Linked DNA regions of Mus musculus: region 2 is linked to region 1. A link is a contact called in public Hi-C data. All regions are on one chromosome and are shown on one strand. Each heading gives the region's core, a stretch centred on a gene start, on an enhancer-like site or on the middle of the called end of the contact. The rest is flanking DNA. Distances are from core to core; before and after follow the strand shown.

Region 1 (5,891 bases), core at 2,423-4,922:
GCAGTTCTCAGGACCCTCTACTCTTAAGTTTTTGCCACACAACATGTATAATCTATACATTAAAATCTACCCTTAACCCACATCAAATACATTATATGTCAAAATTGTGAGAGTCGAGTTGCTATTGATTAGTTGATCATATGTTATTTTCCTAACATTTTTTAATTAATCATGTACTGATTTCCACTTTGAACCTTTATTCTGTAGTTTGGAGGCACTATTCCTCCCCACACATTTCAATATTTTTTATAGACCTTAAATAGCCTCAGAGTTCATAGTCACTCTACTTTAATGACTAATGCATAAGAAGGCCTTGATAATACTTTAAGTGTGCATTTTTACACGCCTTAAAATCGGAGACATTTAAAATGAATTGCCTTTCTAACCAATACAAGATTTAATGTGTGTCCCCAACCACTTTCCTAAATTTTCTATCTCTATTGTAACACCTCAATTTTGGAAAAAAAATGTTCCATGATATTTCTTCATAGATAACTCCTTTACTTTCTGCTATTTCAAGGTTAAAGCTAAGACCTTCATCTTCAGAGGCATTTTCTATAGTTTATTGTTCATTGTTCACTTTCCTTCATATCACTCCTGTAAAATACCAAGGCCCAGCATTTAGTTTCCAAAGCAATTTGTGGCACAGTGATGCTCTAACCGATGCTGTACAGTAAATGGCATGTTCCATGATGGTGCGCTCTGGGAAATGACACATCAAGTAATTGCAGTCTACTTTGAAAAGAAATAATACTACAAATAAAAAGAAACCCAAACAAATCCATCCTAAAACAGGGCACCTTCAGTTCACGGAGTTGGGAATTGGTCACATCCTTCATGGTTGGCAAGTGTTTTGGTGAAGTCTAAAACTGGTCTCTGACTAGGTGGAAAATGTCTTCTGTGTGCGTTCTTGGTAAACCTCTATTTCTAAGCTGAAAGACAAAAATAATGGTTTTCCTTCACCAGCCGGTCCCACTAGTTTACTTCTCTACTGGATGCAAATCTCCTCCACATTTTCCCAGGCATGAGAAAAGAAAAAAAAAAAAAAAGGCAGCCAGTAAAGACACTCTGCAAGCAGAGACAGGTTCTGTGGATATTGCCCCACACTGGTAAATTAGAAAGAGTCCTATGTCCAGATACGGGAAACAGATATTTACATCATTTAGCCAAGATGTGGCTCTCATACAGTGCTTTTGGTCTGAGTCATTTGATAATTATTTCCAGAATGGATCAAAATGGCATGAAAAAGATATTAAAGAAAGATCTATTTACCATTTGTTGTCTCATAACACACTGAAAGCAAACAGGAATTGTGATTCTTCCCATTCACGTTGGGAAAAGATTTCTGCTTTACACCTTGATGGTTCTTTATCTGGGATTGTCTACGAAGTCAGGTCTTTCTTATTTTGAAAAATGTGAATATATTATTACAGTACAAAGCTCTGGTCACAGTGTCTACTTTCAGAGAATGGCACTGAATTCCCAGCAGTAGGAATGTTCTGGAATGCTGGCAAAGGAGCAAAAAACAGTGTCCTCCCCACACATTTAGAAAAATAAAGGTTCGGAGAACATGGCGTACTATTTATTAAAGGCTTTTCAAAACACCACACCTCAGTAAACATTCCTGAGAAGCTAATGAAACACTGGCTCAAGCTGTACCTCAGTGTCTCAAGTTCTGCTTTTAGTGAAAGGGACAATAGCTTACAATTAATGCCAGCACAGAAGGAGAGAGCCCAGGCCACACTGGTGACTCTAAACAAGCCCAGAGTCTGGTTTCAAGTCCTTGGTGTAGATCTGTCATCCTAAGTGATGCTTGGAGCTCGGTGGTGACTCTGGCGGGTAAGCGAGTCTTTTCCTGAAGTTGAAACTCAGCAACTTCCTTCACCTCACTGCTTCTGGTAGGGTTTCTTGAATCACTGTGCACGAGCCAACCTAAATCCAACTGCCCCTTAGGCCAGTTCACTTCCTGTCCCCCTTAGAAGGTTTGAAGAAGCTGATGTTGCCACTCTTCAATGACAGGATCCAGGGAAAATCCAGTATTCAATGATCAGTGACATAGATTTTTATGCTAAACATCCCTGGGCTTTCAAAGACCTGCAGAAGTCCAGGTGAAGTCATCTCCTTTGGAAGCAATTTCCTCTTTTTTAGTCTTCTCATAGGATTTTGGTCGTAGTTCCACAAAACCCAATCTAAGTTTCATAGGCTGTTGGTACAAGCGGTAAGTTTCCTTAGACGACCATTGGGGCTTTGTTGCTTTGAATATTTCTGTATGCAGAGGAGAATCTTTAAACAGTGCTCCAAGTTTTAATATTTATGCTTGTGTATCTGTGTGGGTGTATGGTCAGGAGTACAGCTGCCTGTGGATGTCAGAACAGGGAGTTCCAGGAGCAGGAAGTTACAGGGGCTTGTGAGCTGCCCAGTATGGGTGCTGAAGATTGAACTGGATCCTCTGGAATAGCAGCAAGGATTCTTAATCATGGAGCCAATCTGCCTGACTCCAGACCTCTCATATCATCAGATAAGGTGTTTGTTTGTTGGTTTGGTTTAGATAGAGTCTTGCTATAGAGCCCAGGCTGACACTCACCCTCCTCCTTCCAGCCTCAGACTCTGAAGCAATTGGATCACAGGCCTCTGTGATTAGTATACTTTTGAGTAGAAATGAACTGACCACCTTAGCTTCCTACTCTTCCCACATCTAAATGGCATCCAGAATGCGTTATGTACCACTTGAAACATGTAGCCTAGAAATACAGTATTTTATCAATGTTGGTGGATTGAATTGAAACCTTAAATAGAAGGAAAAAATACTTTTGATTACTTTACATCAAAGAAATGTAATCTAATTCTTTCTGTGTGGTTATATCTATTTGCATATGGGTATACACATATCCTGTATCAGTCTGTGTATACTCACAGAGAAAGTAACAGACCACAGCCATGTAAAAAAGCAATTGTTTCTTGTTGTCTGACTGGGTGCCTCCCACCCCCAAAGGATTTCATTGGCATGTTTGCTTCAGAATGGCTGCCTGTCCTGCTTAAATGAGGAGAGACTTTTCTAGAGAAGGCTGCCAAAGTTAAAAACATTTAATTAGTTCCCAATTTAGACAGCCAGACTGATCAGTCGGGCAGTGTTCTGGAACCTGAGTTTGTACATTCCTTGGGACTGGTAAGTGAGGTTTGGCCAGCGGATGTGGTCAACTGGGAATAGTTTGTATGCAGTGCACAGTGGAGAACAGACCTCACTCCAGACCCATGGAGCGAGAGAGAGAGGGATTAGTGAAATACAAGCAGTGGAAAGCAATGCTTTTCTGTCTCTCCTCACCCAAAGCATCATGGGATGCTTTGGCCTTAAAAGTCAGAATCTAAGAAAGACACATGGAACTGAAGTGAGCAAGAAGTCAGATTTAAGTTCATAAAATTGTTCTCATTTTCAAGTTAATCATGGTAGAGGCCATAACCTCAGACACACTGGATATCCACAACACATAGTTTAGTTAACACTGCAAATTTGCTATGTTAAAATATGTGTCTGTGTTGTAGCTCTGAAAACAACCCAGTCTTCAATCAAGCTAGACTTCTGCTTTGTTTCCACATCATAAGTCAAACCTCTTTTATTTACCCACACAAGGTAGAAATCTCTTGCCCAAATTCTATACTAGTTAAAAATTAGCCTAATGAGTTTATGGCACTTTTCTAGAGAAGAATGACAAAGTCCTTTCAGCCAGGGGATCTCACAGGACTTGGTACTAACCAATTCTTTCCATGAAACTTTCTCCTTCAAAGAACTCCAACTTTACCACCAGTTCTCTAGTCTTGGCATTGTAGGCACTGATAATGGCAAATTGCATGTAGGTACTGATGTTTCCATGTCATTTCATACAACGACATCCCTTTAGCTTTCAGTATACTCTTCCTTACCCAAATGCCCTCACTCCATGCTCATCGCTGTACTAACATGTGCTATTTACTCAGAGAGGCACCTCCAAAGCTCTAGTTGTCTTCCTTCTAAGTTCCCTTAGCATCATGATCAACCCAGTGCCTGGGATAGAAGACTCTACGATCATATAATATCCCAGCCTAGGCAACTATCTTCACCATGTCTCAGCTTGTGAGATAGGTATACATGAGATGAGGAACTCTCTAATTCATATAACTAATATTTATATAATCAGGATCCAGCCAAAACTCTTCACTGAATAAAAAATAAATGTTTAATGACAATATGCTAACAGACCCAATGGGAAACTTTATTTTCTTATCTTGAAAACAGCTAGCACTGGGTTTTATCCAAAGGGTAAGACAATTGCTTTGAAATGTTTCCCCACATCAGAATTCCCCAGGATGCTGAAGCCAAGAGTTGACAGATGAAGCTGTGTTACCATGTGATGTTAGAGTGCACCGCTTCAGCCCTTCTGCCTGGGGTGATGCAGGTGGGGAGAGAGAATTGGCGAGTTCCTGAGGACTTCCCAATGATGATGGATGGAAGTGCTTCTTTAAGCTTCAGGAAACGAGTTGATATGATCTGATAAAACATCAGAGTGTGGTGAAATGTTCATTGGTTTTGATAACACCAAAGGATCTATGGGGAGGCCTCAGAACACAGATAAAAGGGAAAAGCGCTATTCATTGAGAGGTGTTTCCTTTGCAGAGGTCTTACTTTCAGTGCACATAAACTAAAGCAGAGAAGCTTTAAGAAACACATGTAGGCTAAGTGGAAAATTAACACATGGTTGTTTTAATGAATGGATTATAGTTAGGCAGAGGGGACTTTTATAAAATAAACCTTGTCAGTTTTAAATTATTAATCAATTAAAATATAATTACATCATTTCCTCCTTAACTCTATTCTGTCTCTTCCATGACCCCTTTCAAATCAATGCGTGATCTCTTCTTCAGTTGTTGTTGTTATATGTGCATATAAACAAATAAATATATAGATGTGCCCTACTGAATGTGTTCATTTTCACCTGCAGGAGTGTTGCCAGGGCTGAGTGCTTGGTATGGGATAGCCAGTGGGGGAAGCTTCATCCTTGGGGAAGACTAATTGTCCCTCTCTCGGTGGCTGTTAGTTGCTCATAACAGCTCATAGCTGTTCATTTACGGCTGGTACCCTATGAGACTTCTCCCACTGACCTTTCATTGTCAATCTATGTGAGCATCATTCCGATCTTGTTTGGGCAGCTGTGTTGCTGTGATTTCATCAGTGTAGCCCCCATGTCACCTCACAGCAGGCTCCCTACGCCTCTGGCTCTCTCTTCCACAGTTCCTGAGACTTCGGTGCTGACATGCTTCTGCTGGAGCTGCACATTTCACAGTTTGGTGTTCTCTGAATTTCGATTAGTTATGCCTTTCTATAATTGTCTCCTGCTACAAAAAGTAAGAAAGCTGGTGAATAAAGGTGAATAAAGGCTCCACTTAATCTGTGGAGGTGGGGGCAAGTATTTAGACAGCAATCAGGTTATACTGGAGTTAGGTTAGACTCCAGTTATGCTATATTACATTGGTTTAGGGAAATGGCAATAGTAGCTTCAGTAAGATCCACAATGTTACTAGCTACGTGTCGTAGGCTCTGTTTATTGTATGATGCATGATTTCCTGCCTGTTAGTGGGCCTTGACTCCAATTAGACAACTGTTGACTACCGTCAAGATGTAAGTGGCACCACTATACTTCAGGGGGATCTTACTTACCATTCAGGTCATCATTGTGCTTCTTAGGCATCACAGCTGAGTAGGATTGCTGACTGTCCAAAGGATGTGATGTCTTCAGCAAAATGCACTTGCCTTCAACCTCAGCTAGGCAACGAAAGGTCCGTACAATAGACTATATATAGTGTTCGGGGAATTGTCAGACTCCCCTGACCAACAACTCCAAGGGAGGTTTTAATTGGGA
Region 2 (6,564 bases), core at 4,052-6,551, 72 kb before region 1:
CCGATTTTAATAGCTTTGACTTACAAAATTAATATCCCTCCAAAGACAATTCACCTGTTGCCAAAGCTGGTGCCAGGCTACAGATGCTCACAGTGAAGTCCTTTGCTTGTTTTATGTTTCCATATTTCTTTTCTTCTCCTTCTTGCTAGAGGCTTCTGACCTTTTAGGCTTGACTGCTAAAGGGAAGTCGATCTCCTGTATAAGACATTTACCAAAGGCAAAAATAGAAAGAGAAGAAGAAGAGGAGAGACATTTTGGGTTGGAATACATTTCTCTTGGCCACAGAATCCCCCAAATCCCTTTGTGTACACATAAATACTGTTTACATCTTATAGTTTAGACCACATAATTTTGAAATCAAGCTCTTCAAAGCATTCTCTTCTGGTTAGGCAAGATTGAAAACCAGTTCTGTCAGAAGTCCATATATAGCCATTAAGTAAAAAAGAAGTATCCAGCGATGTCCAGCTTACTCTATCATATGCTCAGATGTCGGTACTCAGCAAGGGCTGTTGCCATGGTTTTCTTACTTGCTTTATAAAGTTTTTATTTTCAGATTCTACAGATTAAGCTTCCATTTAGTATTACCAAAAGGCAAGAAGTAGAGACATCATTTGCTCATAAAAGGAATACTAAAACATTTAGTACTGTACACTCTGTTATCTAGATGGCATTGGCTGATAGTAGGGCAAAATAATTTAAAGAACACCTTTGCATCTTTAACAGTTGGATAAAAATGTAAATGGTTGAGGATGGTTCAGATGTAAGTGGGTTCCAGGAATTCAAACTCCACTCTTCACACATGTACCACAAAACAGGTTAGCTACTTAGCTAGCTTTCCAGCCTGACGCTGCTCTTTTTTAGTTATTTGGTAATTTGCTAGTTAAAAAAAAAAATGAACACACTCTCATCATGAATTGCGAGGTAGCCATCATCTTGGTTCAGTGTGACTCCAGCCCCTAAACATGTTTAATGGGTCAGTGTGAATGCCTGATCAGAGTTATGTCATTGTCAGGAGTTTGGGGGTTTAAATTAGAGGTAATTGTAGGTATGGAGTATCTACCGTTCAGATGTAATTTGACACTCATGCTCTCCACACATGCTCTCCACTGTAGTAAAGGTAGTCTGCATATATTCTGGATGTGACAAGTGGTTGGCAGACAGTCTTCTGCTATGCAGGGTGTCTCTTCACTCTCTCATCTGTCCCTTTGCTGTGCAGTAGCTTCCTGATTTGGATTTGTTATCATAGGCATTTGTCACTTTTTGTGTCGGTTTCCTGTGGGTTGTTTTGGGTGTGACACAGAAAATCAGTTCCAAGAGGGACGTCTTGAAGTGCTTTTCCTGTTCTCTTCTAGTGGTTCTGGATCTTAAATCCAGTCTTTCACCTGCCTTGGCTTTGTATACATGCTGAGAAAGAAGAGTGACTTTATAAACTTTATCAAACAAGTATCAACAATTTAACAACTTTATCAAACCACCCACAGCAATAGCAGTTGCTGAGCCCTGACATCTGAGAGTGTGATAACTGGACATCATTGGGTATCTAATTTTTTTCTAGTCTTTTGCATGTGGAAGTCCAATTTCCCCAGCATTCATGCAGAGGCATCTTTCTACAATGTATGATTTTGATAGTTTTTCTGAGCGTCACTTGTCATTTGTCCTAGTTTGCTTTCTATTTCTGTGATAATCATAATGGTCAAAAGCAACAAGGGGGAAAAAGAATTTTATTTGGCTTATCCATCCAAATCACAGGCTCTCATTGAGGGAAGCCATGGCAGAAACTCCAGCAGGGCAGGAACTGTAGCAGAGACCATGGAAGGATGCTGCTTACTGACTTGCTCTTCATGGCTTGCTCACTTTGCTTTCTTACACAGCCTAAGGACATGCTGTCCAAGGATGGAACCACTCGCAGTGAACTGGACCTACTCACATCACTAATCAAGAAAATGTTTCCAACCTGTTTACAAATAATCTAATAGATGTATTTTCTCCACTGAAGGTCCCTTTGCTCAGATGACTCTAGCATGCACCAATCTGACAAAATATTAACCAGCACTGTCACCAAAGTACAGATTTGTTCCTGGTATCTCAAGTCTGTTCCACCAGTCAGTGTGTCTGCTGTTAGCCTAATAGCATTCTACTTGGGTTTCTGTGGCTCTACAATACATCTCGAAATCAGGGTCACGACGCCTTTGACTTTGTTCTTCTTACTCAAAGAACAAAGAAGAACAGCTTTGGCTGTTCAGAGCCTTATATGACTCCTTATCTGAACATTACAGGGATGCTGTTTGGATGAGAATAATATTGCTTTCATTATTCCCCTTTCAGCAAATGCACTATGCATACATAGACAATTACTGAAATTTCCGTGTTGATTTTGTTATTGTTCTATTATTTAACTTTTCTATTTAAAATTTAAAGCTACTGTAAAATCATCATTCGCAAAGACAGTAGAATTTTACATTAAGGAAGTAAATATTTGCCTGTCTTCTTACAATCTGAGGATGGCTGTTCTTAATATATTTGCTCCTTGTGGTAATTGTTACTATAGTATGGTTGAACAGCTTTTACTTATTCATTTAACATGTGTCTTTTCACATCTGTGAAAATCCAGTTGTCAGTTTTTACTCATCTACTTTTGTCTTTATGTCAAATGATTTTCTTATTGATTTGGCACAGAGGATACATTCATATTTTGAATTCTAATATTTTATATGCAAAGCAAGTGGCTGAGAATGATCCCTTCCTCCAGTCTCTTTTGTCACCGTATAGTTTTTTTTCCACTATAGAAACTTTATGGCTGATATAACTAGAATGACTAGTCTTCCTTTATTGCTTTTTAACATATGCCTCATGATAGGAGGTTTCTTCACCCCAAGGTTATATGTAGATTTTCCTTCTGTGATTTTATTCTCTTTAAGTTTCATAAAATTTCTGACTTGTAAGTTTTTTGTATGAAAATGTTAAGGCTACTCTAATAATTTATTTTGTTTCTATCTATCTATCTATCTATCTATCTATCTATCTATCTATCTATCTATCTATCATCTATCTATCTATCTATCTATCTATCTATCTATCTATCTATCTATCTCATAATCAGAATTCCCCCATTTTTATACTAAATAAACAAAGTCTTCCCTACATGTTGCTCCCATTTGTAATCCATCCTGTGACTTTTATATGGCCATATATGGCTCTACTTACACTCTATTTTCCAAACTACTTCTGTCTGTGGTGATGCACTATTTTCATTTCTAAGGATGTAAAGTCCATTTTCTTTTAAAATTATTGTCTAGATTTAAAATGTATTTTAACACCTTTAAATTTTAAATGTATTTTTTTATCTTTTATAGATTTTAGAATAAGCTTAACAGATATCACCTATCCTGTTGGCAACACACTGAATTCATTGATTAACAGGACGCAGTCCATGATGCTTTATCCCAAAATTTGATATCTCCATTTTTTTTTCAGTTCTTTTTGTGTGAATCATTAGTATTTTATTCTTTCATAAAGCCTTTGTTCTGTTCATAATAAGCTTCTTTATAGTTACTTTCTGTGGGAAAGAATTGAAACACACACACACACACACACACACACACACACACACACACGATATTATGAAGACCTGAGATCTTAGAGCAGCCAACTGAGAATCCTGGCTCCATCATTTAACTAGCAGAGTAACTTCAGAATGAAGTCGCTCTCTGACGATGAAACCTTTGCATTTGAAATAGAAAATGAACACATACAAAAATAAAGTTGATCAGATGACCAGTAAATGAGGTAAGATGTGTGGTGGCTTTATAGAGTTGGTCTCAGATATCCTAGGTCATTCCCAGTACCCCAGAGAACGTGAACAACAGCAGAGTAAAAACAGCAAGAAACTACTGCACTTGCCCTGTTCTCTTGCTCTTAACTGAAAACACAGCCACGATTATGTACTATATAGGTTCCCACTGCATTCAACTTTATTAGCACCAAGTGCACAGTATCTACTGCATAGTGTATATAGTTCATAATGTCTTCAGTTTCCTTAAGATGAGATACGGTGGCCTCTGGGAGGTTTGATTCACAGGATAACTCAGTCATGAGTATATCAAGTCTGTGCTCCATCAGGCCTGATATTTCCTTAACTTAAAAATAAAGAAAAAATACAAGGGTTTTATAAAATTGATTAGTTCTGGTGTCTGGGGAGGAATCTCTTTACATTAAGCCTTCTGCTTTAAAAAGCAAATGACTTCATCTAAATTTAAGTCATTCAAAATTATAAAGGACACTTTCCTTAGAAACAAGGTGCACTAGCGATACGCACAGGACACGTTACTGGTAAGGCAAGAGGCTTTACACAGAAGCCAACGAACCTGTTATCAAGGGACTTCTTTGGTTTTTGGATTTCCATAACAGAAAACCTGAAGCATCAGTTACTTGAGAAAAATTATTTCTTCTTCTTAGCTACCAACAGAGATAATGTTCAAGCTGGGTTTGGATAGCCCAAGATGATTTTTCCAGGGCAGGTCTCAGCTGGTCCTTTGTGATCTGACTGCAGAGTACATGTGTGCATATGGTATTGGGTATGTTTAACATCCTATGTCATTGTGAGCTTTTGTCTCTTTGGAGAACATGTTCATATTTCTTAGTTCAAATGTAAAGACTCTTTTAGTCTACCCCCAGGCGAACATTTATACCAGGGACCATTCTTTCTGTATATTGTCCTCCCATACATTCTGGGTAGGTCTCAGAACATAGTGTGCATATTTTAGCACAGTTAGTGAAAATAATATTGGAGTTGTTTAGGGACCTACCATTGTATAAACTTTATAAATTCAAAGTCCAGTTTTCCAAGTAGGAGTTATATTTTTGACTGTAGGGACATATTTACTTGTGTCTGCAATTTCATCATGATACATTTAATGGTGCTCATGAGATGACAGTTGAGGGATAATGAAGAAAAATAATACAATGAGTTTGCTAAATGAACTTCAGCTAAAGAAAAAATGGAGTGGAAGTATAAAAAATTATCTTTATAGTAAGACCCATTAGCTAGCACTCTTAGGGGGAAAGAGCCCATGTACTGTGTCTCTAGGGATGGCCTTTACAACTCCACAGGCAGAGAAAACTCAGTGTCTTTAAGTGTGGTAAGCTCAGGTTCTTTTACTCTCAGTGGTGGAGACAGTCTTTTGTTCCCCTGCTGTTCAGTCACATGATCTGAAGCCACCGACATGAGTATCTGTGTTCCCGTTGACTGTCGAGGTCAGCAATAGGTGCTCAGACATTGGAAGACGGGTGTATGTTTAAAGATTAACACATACTTAGGAAACTGTGAACACTAAGGCTACTCACAGAAAATGGCCGAATTTCTACAGGAGAAGTACGTGACTTTCTTTTTGACATACTCAAAATAAGGCCAAATGTGCTGCTTTAGGAAAATTAAAACAATTACTGATGACACACCACTGTCAAGGGGTGTGTGTGTGTATGTGGCTGTGCGTCCCGGTATACCCACGCACACTGCCACACATCAGTAACACGGATACCCACCAGGAAGACCTTTCTCCCTTTTAAGGGAGATATCCTTTTAAGGTTATTTCTATATTCATTTTCTTTGAGCCCAAGTTTGCAGTCCAACTGAGGAGTTTCTTTTTTCCATGTGGAGAGGACTGCGGGAGAGTGACGCAGGCAAAAAGTCGGCCGGCGGGCTGGCTGGCGGGCTGGCTGGCTGGCGGGCTGGCTGGCTGGCTGGCTGCCTCCTTGCTGCCTGCCTTCTGGGCCCGGCCTGCTGTTTATACCTGCAGAAGTGCTTTCTGTGTTTGAGTTGGCACTGCCCACTTACATGCTAGAGCCCTAGGCTGTTCATGATGTGTGTCCCAGGACTTTGAAACCCGTGAGCTGGCGGCTGGGACGAGAGAATGTCTCTCTCAGTTTTTGGGTGCACTCCATGTCTTTTCCAAGAGGTTAGATCACTGTCCATAGTCCAGGCTTGCAAGACAGAATTGAACAGTTACTGTTGGAGACATTCTGAACTTTTAAAGGCAAAAGGCATAGGGGAACTTGGAGAGAAAGCCGAGGGTCAACCGAACAGCTTGAAATTGAACATTCTATAACTGAATGTTCAATTCAAAACCTTTCATTGAATAGAAAGATTTCTCTTTGAAGAAGAGGGGAGAAATTACTTCTTGTTATGTAGAGAGGATTTCAGTGTTTAAAACCTCCCAGTTTGGGCCCAGGTTACATCAGAAAAACAGATTTGATCAAGTGACTGCAGGAAGGTTTTTGCCAGAATAGGATTTTATACAACTTTACCTGGCTATCACCTTAGTCGTTTTGTTCTCCAGCTAGATTTTTAGAAGCCTTGTCTTAAGTGTTAGAATCAGGAAACTGTTGACACCGGCACACCCAGCACGCCTTTGTTCTTTCACAACCCGTCCCTGCCCATGTCTGTCACACTGAGACACACCAATGTCTGACAACACCATCGCCTGTCTTTCCACCTGAGACTTCTCTCCCCTCATCTCTTCCTGTGAGAAATCTTGGCTCATGGGAGAATTTTTTTTCTTGATTTAT

The links. Hi-C and Micro-C count contacts between places; a contact is called where the count stands out from the background.
Region 2: a contact with region 1 is called in a Hi-C map of liver, with 2.1 times the contacts expected there. The contact joins two enhancer-like sites. A contact is called at or near these places in 6 of 484 Hi-C or Micro-C datasets (liver and nephron progenitors) and 5 of 115 datasets of contacts at active chromatin or transcription factors (embryonic stem cells, heart atrium, hepatocytes and 1 more).

The regions. Positions count from the first base shown.
Region 1 is chr10:24,461,867-24,467,757 of GRCm38.p6, reverse strand. All of the region lies in intron 3 of Gm15270 (predicted gene 15270), which reads left to right. Gm40615 (a long non-coding RNA gene) reads right to left here. Exons shown (of 3, transcript XR_871526.2): 1 at 5,690-5,891; 2 at 5,134-5,367; 3 at 4,227-4,522. Among named protein-coding and RNA genes, the nearest start is that of Gm40615, 4.0 kb to the right of the region's middle. Within about 2 kb of position 3,672, at least 10 of the 459 cell types and tissues checked have an H3K27ac peak or open chromatin away from gene starts, as enhancers often do. A contact at or near this core is called in hepatocytes and liver, where this site is marked.
Region 2 is chr10:24,534,363-24,540,926 of GRCm38.p6, reverse strand. All of the region lies in intron 3 of Gm15270 (predicted gene 15270), which reads left to right. Among named protein-coding and RNA genes, the nearest start is that of Gm36089, 16 kb to the left of the region's middle. Within about 2 kb of position 5,301, at least 20 of the 459 cell types and tissues checked have an H3K27ac peak or open chromatin away from gene starts, as enhancers often do. A contact at or near this core is called in hepatocytes and liver, where this site is marked.